2 separate regions of the Sus scrofa genome follow, and region 2 is linked to region 1. A link is a contact called in public HiChIP or PLAC-seq data. All regions are on one chromosome and are shown on one strand. The core of a region is the stretch at or near the end of the contact, and the rest is flanking DNA. Distances in the headings are between cores, read along the strand shown.

Region 1 (3,075 bases), core at 511-3,010:
CCCCCTCGTTCTCCCCTCTGCCACCTCCCGAATCAAACTTCTGACCTTGTGCCAAAGGCCCCTCAGCTCCACAGACTGCCCCCCGCCACCCCCGTTCCCCCAGGAGCAATCCAGGAACCTTCCCACACGGAGCCCAGACACCTTGGGAACCAAGCCGACAGGAAAGCCTTGGGGTTCTCAAGGTCATGACCTAGGAGCTGCCCCCTCTCTTCTTTGCCTAAGCTCCACCCCTACCCAGTGAGTGGGTCTCTCTCCACACGTGATCCTCACACACTGTCTTCAGGATAGAACTTGGGGCAGGGTTGAGGTGCTGCAGGAAACAAAATGCCTGCCATTCGAGCCACTGCCTGGGATGTGGGGAGGGTCTGGGACGGGAAGATGAGGCCAGAGCCCAGCTGAGAGGTGGTGGGAAGATCCCACCCACCGAGGCCTTTGGGGTCCCTCGGAGGATGGTATAGGGGAGCCTCGAACCCCACCCCCTCCACACCCACCCAGTGGCCTGACACTGAGCAAGTCACAGGCCCCTTGCTTCCACATCTGAAAAAATAGGGAGCCTGGTGCTATTTTGTGGGGTGGCTGAGGAAATAAAGTGGGATAAAAAGAGGAGCCCAGTGCCAAGCACAAGGTCAATGTCACATGCTAGCTCAATATTAACTCCACCTGGTTCCCTTTCTCCCATGCACACACATGGGTCCAATAAAGGCATTGCTGAACCACTGACCTGTTCCAGGGGGGCTGCACACACCCCCACCAGGACTTGTCTAATTCAGGGTCCTGAGGCTTCTTTCTCACTCACCAACTCAAGTGCTTTTGGCCAGCTCTTCCTTGTTTCCCTTGAAACCTCAGCATGGTCCAGCCAGGGTGGCCCTATCCTCTGCAGGGGACTCAGTCGTGGGTGCCACTGGCCCTTCCAGGCCCCTCGTGCAAAGGGGGTTGATGAGGAGACCAGAGCCCCACCACCCCTGTCCGCTGCCTCTTCTCTGGGCCCTCTGGCAATGGAGACCTTTCCCCTTGCCCCTGGAGGTCATTCTGGTGAGCATGGTCAGCTGGTGAGAGTGCTAAGGGCAGGCATGCAACCCCCTCCGTCCTCCTACCTGGGGCTGGGGCCAGAGCTGGGCTGAACCAGGCAGCAAAGGGATAGTACCCCAAGTTCTGCTCCTTCCGCCTTGCCTACTGGGCTTCCTTTTGGGCAAAATGAAGATGACCTAAAAGATGGCTCTGGAGATTTTCACAAAGACTCGGATTCCAGGGTGCAGCTTCCCAGAATGTGGCGTTTAGGGGACGCGCATTTCCTCCCGAAGTCTTGGAGCGCCCTCTAGGGGCGACAGCCTGCACCCAGGTTCTCTTGGCGGCCCCCCTCCGTTTGACTCAGTTCAGCTAGCGTGGTCCCTGGTGCTTTAATGAGTTCCTTCATTCCTTCGTTCGTTCATTCATTCATTCATTCATTCATTCTACAAGCAAGGACTGGGTGCCTCCTCCATGCTAGGCACTAAGCCAATAGAAATGATTCAAACTCAAGGCCTGCGTTCAAACCAACTTTTACATACACTTGAGAACCAACACCTGACCCTCCCGGGATAACTAAAGACAGAGCTGAGAAACCCTGCTGCTGGTTAGCAGTCCCCTCCCTCCTGTTCCTCCTCCAGCAACCCCCCCCACCAGGCTCCCTGCTCTCCCCCCAGACGAGGCACTTCTCGAGGGTGAGGCTGGGCCTCTCTCACGAGTGGTGCTCAAGTTGGCTGGAAGCGTTAGGTGGAATCTCTGCTTCCAAACAGACCCACCCATAGAAGCAGAATTCCTGTGACTGGGGAGGGGTTGAGGTGGGAGAGTAAACGAGAGAGCATGTGGAAAAGGCCTGGCCCAGGCCTCCAGCAAACATGAATTCTTTCCTTCCTCTCGCCCTCATCGCTGGGGACTACAAGATGGTTCAAGAGTCACTTTAGGCTGTCCCCAGGTGGAGGGCCTGCCCAGGGGTGCAGTTCTGGTCCAGTTCTAGAAGTGCCCTTCTTCCTGCCTGGCCCGAGTGAGAGGAGGCTGCAGGTCTGGAGGTTTCAGGGCGGCGGGCGGGGAGGGGGTGGATGACTCACTGGCCAGGAATCAGCCTTGACTCAGAAGGAAGGAATCACGTTAAGTGGCAGGTTATTCCTATCCCAACGTTTCTTTTAAACAAATTTGTGTCTACGCCAGGGCTTTCCTGGGTCCACCTCTCCTACAGCAAGTCCGAGAGGGACTGTGGGGGCAGGAGGAAGTGGAAGGCAGGGATGGATTTGGAATCAGATGAAGAGGCCCTGCCACTCTTTCAGGACAGGAGAGGGAACACCTGCTGTGTAAATGGGGCAGAATCTTTAGGATGCTGCACGACTGTGCCCCCTAGTGGGAGCCTGCTGCTTTAGTCCCCTCCCAGCCCTGGTCTTCACCCATGGGCCCTTCCTGGGGGATGTAGGATTTGGGACCACAGCCTGCTCAGAAAAGGGAACAGGACAGTGTGTATTTGCATGTATGTGTGTGTGTATGTGTGTGTGTATTCCTTCATTGCTTTCCCCGCTACTGCACTACTGCCTGAGATTAAGCTGATGCCCCCAGGCCAACTCCAGTGTATTGAATCAAACCATATAGACCCTTAGGAGTTCCTTCGTGGCTCCGTGGTTAATGAATCCGACTAGGAACTATGAGGTTGGGGTTCGATCCCTGGCCTTGCTCAGTGGGTTAAGGATCCAGCATTGCCGTGAGCTGTGGTGTAGGTCACAGACGCAGCTCGGATCCAGTGTTGCTTGGCTGTGGCGTAGGACGGCAGCTATGGCTCTGATTCAACCCCTAGCCTGGGAACCTCCATATGTTTCGGGTGCGGCCCTAAAAGGACAAAAGACAAAAACAAAAACAAAACAAAAGCAAAAAACCCATACAGACCCTCATTTTCCTCAACTGTGGTTCAAGAAGCTTGGGGCCAGTGATTGCTAGGGTCCTTTTCAAGTGCAATTGCAGAGTTTGAAGGGAGCTGAAGGGTAACAGAAGGGTAACAGAAGGGAGCAAATCCCTTGGAAAAATGAGTCCTCTAGTGAGCAGTGGAAATAGAAT
Region 2 (3,042 bases), core at 80-2,579, 230 kb after region 1:
CCCTACTTGCAGCTGCTTATAATTGGAAAAATTGAGCAAGGAGCAGAGTTGGAACTGGTTTAAACCATCAATCCTCAGTTACATCGATTGACTCATTTCCTACCTAAAAACTCTGCATGTGAAGAAGAGATCTAAATATTTGTTGGGGGGAGTTCCTGTCATGGCTCAGCGGTAACGAACCTGAGGAGTATCCATGAAGATGCAGGTTTGAACCCTGGCCTCATTCAGTGGGTTCAAGATCTAGCATTGCCATGAGCTTGGTATAGGGTGCAGACGCGGCTCGGAGCTGGTGTGGCTGTGGCTGTGGGGTAGGCCGGCAGCTGCAGCTCCGAATTCAGCCCCTAGCCTGGGAACTTCCAAATGCCATGGGTGCGGCCCTAAAAACATAGATAGATAGATAGATAGATAGATAGATAGATAGATAGATAGATAGATAGATAGATAGATAGATAGATAGATAGAGTGTTGGGGGAAGAGGGTTTCAAAATCGGCAAACTGTCAAGACTTGCTAAGGGTCTCGAAAGAGTTAGCCTAGCTTGTTGAGGGTCTGTGACCCATTAGAGCCCTTTGGAGGAGGATAGCTAGGGTGACACAGGTGATACCTGGAAGAAAGCTGAAAGAAACAGTGACATTCATCCTGGAAAGCATGAAGGGAGCCACTGTTTTCACATCCCTGGATGGCTCCGATGGGGAGGAGGAGTGGACTTATTCAGAAGGGGCCCTGCAAGTGAAGACAGGAAGGAAGGCCACATGGAGATAAAGGCAGCCAGCTGAGGAAGAGCCAATGGCCAAGAGCTTTGCAGGACGGGCTGTGGTGAGTTCCCCACCCCTGGAAGCATCCAAATATTTATTCTTTCATTTATTCTGCCAACATATACGTATGGCAGCCCAGCAATACTTTGAGGGCCAGACAGTTGAGATTCCTTCTGCCAGGGAGCTTTTATTTTAGTGGGGAAGACAAAAAGTTTATTAATTGTACAAAAAATTAAATAGGATCATGGGAGAGTACATTCTGGGTGTCTCCTTTGGAATGGGTCATAGGGTTGAATGCCAAGCAGGAGAACAGACTCTTAGCAAGGAAGGTACCCTGTTAAGGGAGCATCAGGTAAGGGGACCTTTGAAACTTCTCCATTCTGAATCCACCATCTCACTTACTACTACTGGCCCATGTGTTCCCTAACCACTACCGGGAGATCCTCCCCAGAAGGCGGATATGGCTGGAGGAAGAACCTTGACCTGAGCCCCCCATAGGTGTGTAACTGGGTCCGGGGGGTCCCAGGCACAGTGAGGAGGTGGCTTCCCCTGTTTCCACCTGCCACCTCCTTGCCTTCTGCCTGCCCCACAGGCTTGATTGCATAACTACTGGGCTTGGTTTTACAGCCTAGCACAGCATGGAGCTTGTAAATCTTCTCTCACATCATGAAATGCCAGCAATTTCACAGCCAGGGATTCCTGTTCTCCTAAAGTCCCCACACCAGCAGACTTGCATCTAAAAGTGTCCTCTGCACTGACAGATTGATGTCAGAGCTGCACTGGGGCCAAACACGGAGGCTGAGCACCCCTACCACCCTCACAGCTCCCCCAAAGCCCCCAGAACTGAAGGTCGTGATTGCCAGGTGCAATTGCTGGGGAGCACCCCTCAGGCGTGGCTCCCAGAGAGCAGAGGGACAGACATGGCAGCCCCACACGGGGAGCCGAGGCACATTTGTATTCAAGCCTGTTTGAGGGGGAAAACACACTTCTAAGCAATATGCACAGTTGTGTGTCACATCCACTTCACATACACATATATCGACACCCCAGCCCCCATATATAAACATCCACTTTTATTTATATTTGCCAGTGACTCTCAACCCTGGCTCCATCAGAGTGACCAATGGAGTTTTTGAAAGATAGGTTTATAGAGGGGAGAGGTCCCCACCCATGGAGATGCTGACCCAGTAGAATCTAGAATCTGGAAAGGAGCCCCTCTACATGTTCCACAGGTCAAGATTCACGGCTTAATTCATAAGTAAAACAGAAACCAAATGTGGACATTGTCATAGCCTTCTAAGATGGTTCCTAATGACCCCACCTCCTAGGACTCATGCACTTGTGTCATCTCTCCGCTTTGAGAGTGATTCAGCTCTATGAATAGAACAAGGAGCCAAAGATGGACTGTCACTTCTAAGACCAGGTCACAAATGGACTGTCTTCTGTATGGATGCCCTCCCTCCTTCGCCTCCTTTCTGGGAAGCTGGCTGCCATGCTGCGAGTTTCCCTACAGGGAGACTCCTGTGGCAAAGAGTTGATGTCCCCAACCAGCAGCTATTGAGGACCTGAGAGCTGCCAATAGCCACATGAGTGAGCCTGGAATCACATGCTCTCCGCATCAGCCTTGAGACGACAGCTGTCCCACTGACACCTTGATGGAAACCTTGTGAGGGATCCCCAAAGCAAGACACCCAGGAAATTTCTCCTAGGTTTCTGATCCACAGAAACTTTGAGATTATAAATGTGTGTTTTAAGTTACTAAGTTTGGGGGATATTTGTTAAGCAGCTATAGATAACCAATACACCCATATGGAACAAAACATTCATGGTGGCTTCTCTCCAACAATGGGATCATAAGCGATCTGAGTTTTCTTCCTTTTGCTCATCTATATTTTCTAATTTTTTTTTTGTCTTTTTGCCATTTCTTGGGCCGCTCCTGTGGCATATGGGAGGTTCCCAGGCTAGGGGTCTAATTGGAGCTGTAGCCGCCAGCCTACACCAGAGCCACAGCAACGCGGGATCCGAGCCAAGTCTGCGACCTACACCACAGCTCACGGCAACGCCGGATCCTTAACCCACTGAGCAAGGCCAGGGACCGAACCCTCAACCTCATGGTTCCTAGTCAGATTCGTTAACCACTGCGCCATGACGGGAACTCCCTATATTTTCTAATTTTTAAACTATTGCCATGGATTATATTCAAAATGAAAAAACAAACAAAAATCGTTTTTGAATAATGTTCAAAAAAACTTCTAGAGGGAAACATAGGAGAAAATCTCTGTGATCTTG

What was found. HiChIP or PLAC-seq counts read pairs in DNA pulled down with a chosen protein or histone mark.
Region 2: an H3K27ac HiChIP or PLAC-seq map of skeletal muscle shows a contact between it and region 1. The contact joins two enhancer-like sites. A contact is called at or near these places in 5 of 47 Hi-C or Micro-C datasets (brain, fetal skeletal muscle, skeletal muscle and 1 more) and 2 of 2 datasets of contacts at active chromatin or transcription factors (alveolar macrophages and skeletal muscle).

Annotation. Positions count from the first base shown.
Region 1 is chr2:47,110,786-47,113,860 of Sscrofa11.1, forward strand. The region is part of intron 29 of MICAL2 (F-actin-methionine sulfoxide oxidase MICAL2); the gene reads right to left. Among named protein-coding and RNA genes, the nearest start is that of PARVA, 84 kb to the left of the region's middle. Within about 2 kb of position 1,761, at least 29 of the 83 cell types and tissues checked have an H3K27ac peak or open chromatin away from gene starts, as enhancers often do. A contact at or near this core is called in skeletal muscle, where this site is marked.
Region 2 is chr2:47,343,217-47,346,258 of Sscrofa11.1, forward strand. No RefSeq gene overlaps it. Among named protein-coding and RNA genes, the nearest start is that of DKK3, 42 kb to the right of the region's middle. Within about 2 kb of position 1,330, at least 6 of the 83 cell types and tissues checked have an H3K27ac peak or open chromatin away from gene starts, as enhancers often do. A contact at or near this core is called in skeletal muscle, where this site is marked.